Regions from separate parts of the Sus scrofa genome. Here regions 1 and 2 are each linked to region 3. The links are chromatin contacts, called in public HiChIP or PLAC-seq maps. All regions are on one chromosome and are shown on one strand. Each heading gives the region's core, a stretch centred on a gene start, on an enhancer-like site or on the middle of the called end of the contact. The rest is flanking DNA. Distances are from core to core; before and after follow the strand shown. Region 1 holds the start of SLC43A3 (solute carrier family 43 member 3). Region 2 holds the start of SMTNL1 (smoothelin-like protein 1). Region 3 holds the start of LOC110259265 (182 kDa tankyrase-1-binding protein-like).

Region 1 (3,723 bases), core at 523-3,022, 140 kb after region 3:
TGGTCGGGGGGCTGGTACTTCCCTCCCCAGGCCCCCTCCAAGGCCACGGCGGAAGGTGGGAGAGGCTTTCCTCTCACCATAGAAAGGCTGGCAGGGAGGGCAGAGGGGGGAAGTTCTTCCTACCCCTTCTCACTCCCCGACCTGGGAACCAGACTCAACTTCCCAGAGACGTCCTTGCTCCCTTACCAGCTGGCCCTGTGGCGTTGCCCATGAGCGTGGCATTCGGTTCACACAGGCTCTCAAAGTAACGTTCTGTTTTGAAGATGAACACCAGGGATGCCCAGCCGAAGAGGACACCCGCAAAGCCGATGCATTCCAGCAGCCCCGTCAGCAGAGTGGCCATCCGAAGGGGCAGGCTCGCTCCCTGCATGGTTCCAGGTGGAGCTGATCCTCAAATCCCAAGGGCGGTCTCCTGGGCTGACCACAGGCGCTGCGAAGCCTGGCGTTCCAGCACTTGGAAAATCCCTTTGGCAGGCCCTCTGTTCAGGAAGCTCTCTGGCTGTTCTGGCTGTTCCAGGCTTGGGCAAAACCCATCAATGGGCGATTCTCTGGATCCTATAAAATAAGGCAGAGGCTGCTGGGTACAGGAGGCTTGAGGGAAAGGCAGAGGTGTACAAAGCGTTCTCTGTACGATAAAGAGGCCAGCGGTTAGAAACAGCCAGAAACAGCTGCAAAGGCCTCTCTATCCCACAACTGGCAACAGGTGGGAAAGCAGAGACAGAGCCCCAATTCAGGAGACATCCGCTAAAATAATAGCAGCAATTCTGAACCAGGAACAGGGGATGGGAGACTTGACACATGTCCTCACAATATCCTGGCAAAGTGGGTGTTTTCTTATGTTCAGTTGACCGACAAAAGGCTCAACTTCCCCAGGTCACATGGGCCAGTCAGTCACGTTGCAGGCCAGTCTAATGCTAAAAACATCCCTACCTCAACACGATCCTGCCTGACCCTCGGCTGGCACTCCCCCAGTCTCCCATTTCCCCGCCGCCCCCCTCACACCACCATCTGCCGGGAAAGCGCCCAGAAGCCGCTCACCCCCACCCCGCTCTCCCTCCGGCACGTGCTCTGAGGTCCTGGGGCAGAAGCTCCCCCACCCCGTTCCGTCCCCCCCCCACCCTCCACCCCCGGTCGCCTGTCCTCAGGGCCTCATCACTCCCCGGCCCCGGGACCTCGCCGCCTCCAGCCCTGCGCCGCAAGCTACTCGCCTGCCTGGCTCCGAGCTCTCCGGGACGCGGGTTTCGGCGCCTTTGAAGATTTGGATTCGCGCCTCCCGCCGCCCCTCCCAGTCCCTCCACGCCCCCAGCAGTCCCGGAAGGGCCGGGGTGAGCGGGGCGGCGCCTGGCAGGTCCTCCACCTCCCGCTCGCCATCATTTCCTTCTTCTCCGAGCCTCACAGTCCTACGCTCTTTTTGACCACGCCCTGGAATCCCCCCTCCTTCCACTCGGGTGGACCTCGCCGGCGTGCACCTCCTGATCCCCTTTCCGCTTCTCTTCTTCTCTGCGCCTTCTCCCTCCCCTGACCGAGATCGTTTCAATCCCGTTGCTCACACTGGCAACGGGAAAGGTCACGCACTCACAGCACACACGGACGGCTTACCTGCGGACACGGGGACACACACGCGGACGCCGTATTCCTTGTGCTCTGCGTTGACCACGTGGGTGGGCACAGAACACGTTTTCCCCTATTTGTGCAGACAGAAGACGTTGCCTGGCATTTCAGGAAACAAAGAATGTTGCCAGCCACTTCTGTACCTGCAGCCTACCAGACAGTGTGCCCCGAGGGAAATTCAGGATGGAGAAAAACAGGAAACGCCCCCGCCCTGGATAGTTAAGATGCCTATCTAGGAATAACTTTTCAAAGACCTCAGATTCTTGCCTTTTCTCATACTTAGAAAACTACAGTCATGAACTTGTCTGCTTTTGCGATTAGCAGGAATCTTTTCCTGCTCGACTGCATGGATTTTTATTTTTATTTTTTTCCAGCAAAAACTCCTAGATATCCTGGCTCCTCCCTTTACCTCTTGGGAGTATTCCCCAGAGTATCTAAGAGGCTGTGTCCCAAGCTATAGTCCTCAGTAAGTTCCCCGGATAAAACATACCTGGCAACTTGGAGGCCACGCAGGATTTTTTTTTTTTTCCCCACTGACAGCATCTTTCCAGAAACCATCCCCCTGAAGCAGTATCCTGCTTTTTCACCACCAAGGACCTCTTTGATTGCTCCCTGCCTCACCCCAGCCCAGGTTCTGAAAGAGTCTACCCGCCAGACTTTGTTGATTAAGTATTCATTCATGGCTCCATTTTTTATTAATCAAAGACATATATAATTGCCGTCGGAGCTTGTGATCAGCATGAGATAGCCAGCTGAACCAGCTGCGCTGCTATCATTCCGAGCCCAGTGCAAGTTAGTTCAGTGGCCATTTCCTCCCAGCCCCGCTTAGAAAGCTGAATTGGAGGGAGAGCTTCTTGCATATTTAGAGTAGTCTACAAACTCCCAAGCCTAGCCTCCTGGTTTCCCCAGGGACTCAAAAGATTCTAAGCCCACCCTTCTTTTTAATGAGAAAGAAATAAAAGATTAGGGCAGTGGAAAGCCAGAACCAGGGAGTATTTTCCAGATCTCTACTAAAACACGGAGGATAAAGAAGGATAACCACCCAAAGACAGGTTGCTCGGTTCTGGTTCTATACCCAGGTGCTCACTAGTTACATAGCCCCAAGCAAGCCCTTTGACTGCCCCACTTGTAAGATGAGGCCTGCGGTACCTTAATTATCTTAATTATAATTAGAAATATGAGCTGGGTTGATGAAGTCCCTGCAAGTATGTTAGTCAGTAGCCAGACTGCTTAAGAATAGCACTAGGTTCTCCAGGGTCCAGATACAGAGTCAGAGAAGCAGCCTTGGGAGGGGATTTCAGAGCAACTTCACTCTACATGTGCTCTTAACATGCCCACGAACTTCTAACTGGTTAAGGATCCATTGTTGTCACTGCTGAGGCTTGGGTCACTGCTGTATCGCAGGTTCGATTCCTGGCCCAGGGAACTTCTGCATGCCACAGGCACAGCCAAAAAAAAATACTCCCAGACTTCACATGGACTAATGGGACATTAAGAAAACAAATCCTTTCTTTAAAAATTAATCAATGAGTTCCCTTCATGGCTCAGTGGTTAACCAACCCGACTAGGATCCATGAGGATGTGAGTTCAATCCCTGGCCTCGCTCCGTGGGTTAAGGATCTGGTGTTGTCGTGAGCTGTGGTGTAGGTCACAGACACAGCTCAGATCCCACATTGCTGTGGCTGTGGCATAGGCGGCTGTAGCTCCAATTTGACCCCTAGCCTGAAGAACCTCCATATGCCTTGGGTACGGCCCTAAAAAGCAAAATAAATAAATAAATAGGGAGTTCCCGTCGTGGTGCAGTAGAAACTAATCCGACTAGGAACCGTGAGGTTGAGGGTTCCATCCCTGTCCTTGCATAGTGGGCTAAGGAGCCAGTGGTGCCGTGAACTGTGGTATAGTTGCAGATGCAGCATGGATCTGGCCTTGCTGTGGCTCTGGTATAGCAACAGCGCTGGTTAGACCCCTAGCCTGGGAACCTTCCACATGCCACTGGTGCTGCCCTAAAAAAAAAAAAAAAAAAAAAAAGACAAAAAAATAAAAATAAATAAATAAATATAAAAAGTAATTTAAGGCGGGGGGGATACAGCAGCCCTAGACAAACAGGACTTA
Region 2 (3,828 bases), core at 1,252-3,751, 250 kb after region 3:
CCTCACAACAGCCTATAAGGCCCCACGTGATTCGGCACCTTCACTGCCTTTTCTCTCCAACTGATTTCCAGTTCCATTACTCCGCCACCGCCAGGCTGGCCTCCCTTGTACTCATCAGACATGCCAAGCACACGCCCACCTTTCCCCTTGCTGCCCCTCTGCCTGAAATGCTTTTCCCCCAGGGAGCGGCTCACTTCTCTCATGTTATTCCAATATCCCCTTCTCGGAGATACCTTCCTTGACCACTCATATCTGAGAGTGTAGGCCCCCCTCCCCAAATAAGATGCCTCTTCATCCTCCTCTCTGCTTCATTTTTCTCTATAAAACCACCACTCATAAGACATATTCTATTCATTGATTTGCTTACTATCTCCCCACACGAATGTCTGCTCTATGATCTGGTTCTGCCGATTTTTATTGTGTTCACTACAGTATCCCCAGGACATACTAGGTATTCAAAAACCGTCTGATCAACAGACACAAGAATTGTCTGAGTTTTTTTTTTTTTTTTTTTTTTTTTTGGCCGCACCCATGCATGCAAAATTCCCTGAAGATAGGAGCCAGGGATCGAATCCCAGCCAGAGCAGTGACAAGGCTGGATCCTTAATTCATTAAGCCATCTGAGAACTCCGTGGACAAGTTTTAGTGAGTGTTACAGTGGCCTAATATTTGGCTGTTTTCAATATCTAATGACAGTAGGGCAAGAAGAACAATACTTTTGCTTTTTTTTTTTTAAGTCCACACCCACAGCATATGGAATTTCCCAGCCTAGGGGTCAAATCGGAGCTGTAGCTGCTGGCCTACACCACAGCCACAGCAAAGTGGGATCCGAGCTGCATCTGTGACCTACACCGCGGGCTCACAGCAATGCCTGATCCTTAACCCACTGAGTGAGGCGAGGGATTGAACCCACATTGTCATGGATCCTAGCCAGGTTTGTTACTGCTGAGCCACAACAGGAACTTCTGTTTTCTGGGTTTGGTTTTTTGTTTTGGCTGCACCCACAGCACACAGCAGTTCAGTGGTCAGGGATCAAACCCACGCCAAAGCAGTGACAGGAGTCACAGAAGTGACAACACTGGATCCTTAACCTGCTGAGCCGTATTGGAATTCTGAGGCATGAGTTTTAAAGAGCACAGCAGGCCACAGAGCTACATAGAAAAGCTCACCAACCTTGGACAGATAAACTCTAGATGGGTGAAGGGAGTATCTTAACACTAGAGGCAGCAAACCAGTCATCAATATGGGACTGTTCTACCATTGGTACCTGAACCTGACTTTCAGATCATCCCAGACACAGGTACCCAAGTTCCCATTCCATATTCCTACTAACAATACTTTAGCTAGCAAATTGCCTATATCCATTTTATATAACCAATATCCATTTAGTGAGCACCTCATACGACACAGGCAATTTGCTAGCTAAAGTCTTTGACCTCATGGAACTTAGAGCCTCGAGAGTAAGTCAGGTGACGAAGAAATAAATAAGGTAGTTCTGGATTCCAACACATATTATATAAGAAGAAAGATAAAATATGCTTGAAACAATAGAGAGGAGCTCAAGGTCATGGGAGACCTCTCTGAGGAAATGAAATTTGAGCTGAGATCCGAAGAATGAGAAAGAACCAGTCTTGTAAAGAGTAGAAGCAAAAAGTTACCCTCCTGAATATGAAAAGGAATCAGTTTATTGAAGGAATAGGAAAGAGGCCAGTGTGGCTGAAATGGTGGGGACAGGGAGGTGACTGGGAGAATCACAAGCTTTGTAAGGGGTGGGGACATCCTCGCCCTGCCCCCCAACATTCTCCAAAGGTAGTAGCTTTCTTAGATCGCAGGAAACCTGGAGAGGTTTTCTGATCAAAATCTCAATTCAGTACAAAGATTTATTTAGTGCCTGCTGTGCACCAGTCCCTTCAGCTCAAAATAGAACTCGGCTTTTGCAGCTTCTAGACTCTAAGCCCAGTGATCCATCAGCTTGGGCCATCGGGCCTCTCCTCTGTGCCCCTCCCCCGCTCCAAATCTCCTTCTGGTGGGTCCTGAGCCACATCCTCACCTCGGCAGCTGCCCCCTGCACCCCCTCTTCAGCCCTCCCTTCTGCAGCTGCTTAGTCTGAGCAAGGGGAAAGGGGTCTATTTAAAGGCACATGGGTGAGGGGGGGGCAGTACAGGGGAGGCTTAGCCTGGGCCCTGGATGGGCTGGGGAGGCCAGACAGCTGGTGACCGCTCTCCAAATGGTTTTCAGGTCGCCCGGGCCAGGCGGGTACAACGGGAAGGAAGATGAACCCAGGACGAGGCCGGGGTCAGGCAGGAAGGACCGGCTGTGATTGAAAGGTGCCACCTGTCAGACCGCCATGGGAAATCCGAGCTTCCCAGTCCAGGGGAAAGTGTTGTACCAACAGAGGAGTAAACAATGCTCATCCTGGCCCTGCGGCTCTCGCCGTACGGGTGGGGTGGGGTGGGATGGGGTGGGGTGGCAGGTGGGGGCGGGGGCAGCTGGAGGTGGGGGCGGGGACTGAAGAGCTGGGGGCTAGAAGCCACTGGGGCTGAAAGACAGCCAGGGAGTGAGGCCGCTCAGCTAGAGGAAGGAGGCAGCTCCAAGCCCCCAGGGCAGAGGCCCGTCAGGTAGGAGAGCCCTGGGCCCCTTTCTGAGTACCGCCTCCATCCGCCAACCCCTCTCCCACCTTCTGAAGGCGGGGGCCTCCGGTCGGGGCCCTGCAGTTGGTGAAATCCAGGTCCTTTCCACCTCTCTCTATGCCAGAGGTGCGGGGCTCAGCTCTGGGGGGCCAGGCAACTTAAGATCACCCACAGACTTGCCTGCAGGTGGCTATCCACGAGCACCTGACATGGGTAGAGAGGGCCTTGGGGGGTCTTATCAGTTCCAGCTGGGGTGGGAAGCAGAGTCTCTAAGCTATTAAGAGTGGCATCTGCAGAGTTCTCAACGTGGCTCTGTGGTAACGAACCAGACAAGTATCCATGAGGACCTGGGTTCGATCCCTGGCCTCACTCAGTGGGTTAAGGATTTTGTGTTGCTGTGAGCTGTGGTGTAGGTCACAGACACCTCTCAGATCCTGCATTACTGTGGCTGTGGTGTAGGTCAGCAGCTGCAGCTCTGACTTGACCCCTAGACTGGGAACCTCCATGTGCCGTGGGTGCGGCCCTAAACAAACAAACAAAAAAAGAGTGGCCTCTGCAGGGGTTGTCCCTGGTGGATGGGATGGGAGATGGTGGAAGCTCTAGGTTGTGGGGGTATTAGCAGAACCATCAAGTGTTGTCTTATATTTGGTGGGGCCAGGAACTCAGCCTCCTGGGTCCTTTTCCTCCTGGTCTGCCAAGGAAAATAGGAAGGGGGGAGCTCTCATTGTGGCTCAGCAGTGATGAACCTGACTAGTATCCATGAGGTTGCGGGTTCGATCCCTGGCCTCCCTCAGTGGGTTAAGGATCCGGCATTGCTGTGAGCTGTGGTGTAGGTCACAGATGCAGCTCGGATCCCGCATTGCTGTGGCTGTGGTAGGCTGGCAGCCGTAGTTCTGATTCAACCCCTAGCCTGGGAACTTCCATATGCTGCAGGTGCGGCCCTAAAAAAAAACAAAAAACAAACACAAATGGATAGAGGAGCTGTCTGCAGTGGGCACAAGGATTCCTGGGGAAGGAAGGAGGAAGGAAAGTGGAGAGAAAGGGAGGGAGGAGATGGTCTCCTGTGCACTTAGAAGAGGCAGCCTGGACTCCTCAGCACCACGTGCCTGCCCTCCCCCTCCAGAGGGATGCCCCTCACCCTGGGCCAGAGCCTTTGAAGGGGACGCTGGCTGAGGAGCTGGTGGGGGCAGCATCCCTG
Region 3 (3,518 bases), core at 112-2,611:
ACCCATGGGGGTCAATCCCCCAGAGCAGGATGCTCCCTGTGGGTGGGTGGGTAACCCTGCAGAGCCTGTCCAAGTGGGCACGGAGGAGAGGCACATGACAGAAAAAATAAAATAAAATAAAATAAAACACGAGACTGTTTCCTTGTCCTTGAACATGTTACCAGGGACATGGTGTGGGTGGTGAGAAATGGAGACAAATTGGTCCAAAACCAAGACACCCTTTCAGCTGGGGTCCTAATGGGCACCTCAGCGGTGTGACCCGCGGCAGCAAGGAAGCAGGGTTAGCCTTCCCCAAAGGAAGAGGGGGTCGCGGCAGCCCAGAGGCCCCAGCCCGGAAACCCAGGTGACCAAGGCCAGAGCCAAGGGCTGTAAACTCACAGCAGCTCTGAGCACTCCCCACCTTCAGCAGTCAGGAGGAGACTAGCTGACCCCCGGGAGCACAGGCCTCCAGAAGGGCAGTGGGGGAGGCCAGGCAGCTCGAGCCCCGGGGCAGAGGCCCAGAGAAGCATCGCCGAAGGCGGGGTCACCCCTATGGACCCTGGGATCTCCAGCGGATCTGGGGCCAGAGAGGTCGGCAGGGACAGCCTGTGAACTGCTGGAAGAGGGAGGGCCAACGGGAAGACGGAACAGCCCGGGGCGAGGGGCCGTTTGGAGGGGCCCAGTGGGGAGCTCTGGACACAGAGGGGCCGGCAGCAGCCGGAGAGGAGGAGGAACAGGGTGGAGGAGGAGGCGGTGGCGGCAGAAGCGGAGGACCTGTGCGCGGGATGTGAAGCAGCGGCGAACAGACTGGCGACGCGGACTGGGTGGGGGCGGACTGGGGTGGCTGGGGGCGTGCCGAGGGAGCCGGGGGAGGGGGCTAGCCAGGCCCCGGGAAAAGAGAGGGCGGGGGTCCCTCAAGTAGCTCCGCCCGCCCCCGGCTCCGCCTCAAGCCCTCGCCCCCTCCCCCCTTTCTTCTGGCTCGGCCAGCACGAGCGCCAGACCGTGCACCCTCTGCCCCCGCGCACACGCTCCAGCTCCCCTGTGTCCCCCGCCTCCCACGCGCCCCCCGGCCCCTGCAAACTTTCCTAGTGATCCCCCTTTCCATCTCAACCGAGGTCCCGACTGGAAAGCGCCCACTCCTTCCATGCCTTTCCCCGCCGCCACCTCTCCCGAACCCCGCCCCCTCCTTCACCCTCCTGCCCGCCCCCGCGCACTCACGCGCTCCCCCGGGATCCGGCTCCGCTCGGCTCCGGCTCGGTGCCCCGATGCCAGTCTCAGCCGCCGCTACCGCCGCTGCTGCCGCCGTCACCGCGGGACCAAGCCAGTGCGAGCCTTGGCGGGGCCCCGCCCCTAGCTCCACCCACGCCCACGCCCCCAAGGCGCCTCATGAATATCCATGAGCCGGTGAAAACTAGGAGTGGATAGAGCCCGCAGAACTCGCCAGATCGTATGCAAATAGGCGCAGCCCAGGTACTCAATTATTCATGAACCTTGCAAATGAGGGGCCCGCCCCAGGCTCAGACCCCGGCGAAACTGACGCAATTCAACAGCTAAAGAGCGCTTGGGCAAAATGGCAACCGAGACGACTGCCTAGAGAGGAGACTGCTTTAGGACTGCCCAATCCTCAGGCCCAGCCTCCTTGTACTGATTGCAGCACCATAGAGTCACGGTTAGAAAGAAGGTAACCGTTGGCGGACTGGAAAGGCTTCCTGTGGCAAAACACCTGAGAGCCTCCGCAACGTGGCCACTCCACGTGTATAATTCCAGGTTTAGAACCACGGGGATGACTGGAAGCTGTTTTCCTTGCTCATTTTCATTTACCTCCTGTCATGCCCCATTCCCAGATATAAATTCCTAACTTAAAAATGCGGCATACCCCTTTCCTCCAGTAAGAAAAGCCGCACACATACTCCATTCTTTCCCACACACCCTCAGACTACACCCCAACCACTCCCACGACACACACATACACACACACACACACACACACACACACACACTCATCCTCCCCAATTCTCCAGGCTCAGGTTTCCATTCCCACGTCTGCAGGGAAGCTGGTCAATCCTGATTCCATTATCTGAAGCCTTGGTAGACCCTTGACTCATAGGTGATTAAGGATGGAGCCGGTCCTGCCGCCCCTCAGCTTGGCTAATGGAGTGTAACTGTGAGAGCGACTTTCTAATGAGATCAGCTCTCATTTCTGGACTCTCAGGTGGCCCATCCCGGCAGAAGAGAGTGAAAACCAATGCTTGTTGAGCCGAGAACAGAACAGGATGTACCTGCAGACTTGCTTCCCAGCTGAAGGGTCAAAAGAGAGAGCAGTAAACACAAAGAAAAGTGGGGATGATACAACAGGGCTAGAGAGAAGGCAAAAGAACATGGTTTCCAAAGTCAGTTCCCTTTATTAAATGTTGCTTTTCACAGACCAGAAATACAAAATAAAAGTAGAAATAAGCCCCAGTTAGGAGCTTCAGGCCTGACCTCACATGACCCCTGCTTGCAGCAACTTGAACAGGACAAGCAGCAGCTAGTTTCCAAAGGTCAGGAAAGTAGGACAAGGATTTGGATCCTGTACTGCCCTGCCTCCCACCCGATCTCTCCCCAAATTATAAAGAGCCATCCTTGCGAGGCAGCAGAGTAAGACGTCTCCCCTGCTGCCCCCATGAAGTGCATCCTGGCAGGAGCTTGTTCAGATGGCACAGAATCGAAGGACTGTATTTCACATGAGGAGAAACTGGTACCAGAACGCGGGTGGGGAGACTGGGGTATGACCGGGCAAGGCCAAGGAGAGAGAATCTTCCTCCTCTCTACTCATCAGATGCTGACCCCGAGTCCTCGGAGCTGGGGGGAGTACTGGCTAGGTCCTCTTCTTCAGAGTCCTGAAAACCAAAGTTCCCTTAGGAGCAAAGTACAGTGCGAATCCAGGTGTCCCCAACCACTGTGGTGAAGAGCCCCCACCTCTCCCCCCTGCCTTAACTCCAACACTAGCCTTCAGAAGCAGCGTTCGGTCGAGCCATGCCCCCTCATTATTCTTACAGACCAACCACAACCCCCAGTCCAGAAAGAACTGCCCCACCACCGGTTCAGATGCCCCTCATCCTTCCAGACCCTCAGCCCCCAAACTCCGGCCGCACCTCGCTCCGCCGTCTCTTCTTCTTGCTCTTGTTCTCTCCTGAGGAGCTCTCGTCACTGGACACAAACTCTTTGCTCTTAAAGCTCTCACTCAGCTGCCGTGATGAAGACTTGGATGACGAGCCCCTGGAGGGCGTTGATTTCTTCTCCATCTTTACCTTGACTTTTTTCTTCTTCTTTGACTTATCCCTACATTAGCAAAAGGGAAAAGGGGCTGGGCCCTCCGGTTCCCCCCATCATCAAAGCCAAACCTCTCCTGGCTGGAACGAGCCTTTCCCAATCCCAGCCACACTGACCAGCTCAGTGAAAACAGCCAGCCAGGCATGTCAGCCCCAAGTGCCCCCAGGGAGCGCATCATAAATGAAGAACTAAAAGAATCAGGGGCTCCAGCGTGAAGCAGCCCACAT

What was found. HiChIP or PLAC-seq counts read pairs in DNA pulled down with a chosen protein or histone mark.
Region 1: a contact with region 3 is called in an H3K27ac HiChIP or PLAC-seq map of skeletal muscle. The contact joins the promoter of SLC43A3 here to the promoter of LOC110259265 in region 3. A contact is called at or near these places in 2 of 2 datasets of contacts at active chromatin or transcription factors (alveolar macrophages and skeletal muscle).
Region 2: an H3K27ac HiChIP or PLAC-seq map of skeletal muscle shows a contact between it and region 3. The contact joins the promoter of SMTNL1 here to the promoter of LOC110259265 in region 3. A contact is called at or near these places in 2 of 5 promoter capture datasets (fetal liver and liver) and 2 of 2 datasets of contacts at active chromatin or transcription factors (alveolar macrophages and skeletal muscle).

The regions. Positions count from the first base shown.
Region 1 is chr2:13,488,962-13,492,684 of Sscrofa11.1, reverse strand. SLC43A3 (solute carrier family 43 member 3) reads right to left here and starts at 1,772. Exons shown (of 13, transcript XM_021083039.1): 1 at 1,600-1,772; 2 at 187-555. The coding sequence starts at 370.
Region 2 is chr2:13,383,516-13,387,343 of Sscrofa11.1, reverse strand. SMTNL1 (smoothelin-like protein 1) reads left to right here and starts at 2,501. Exons shown (of 9, transcript XM_021083035.1): 1 at 2,501-2,618.
Region 3 is chr2:13,628,074-13,631,591 of Sscrofa11.1, reverse strand. It overlaps LOC110259265 (182 kDa tankyrase-1-binding protein-like), which reads right to left and starts at 1,361. Exons shown (of 5, transcript XM_021083047.1): 1 at 1,198-1,361. SSRP1 (FACT complex subunit SSRP1) reads right to left here. Exons shown (of 17, transcript XM_003353864.4): 16 at 3,114-3,300; 17 at 2,359-2,858. The coding sequence ends at 2,787.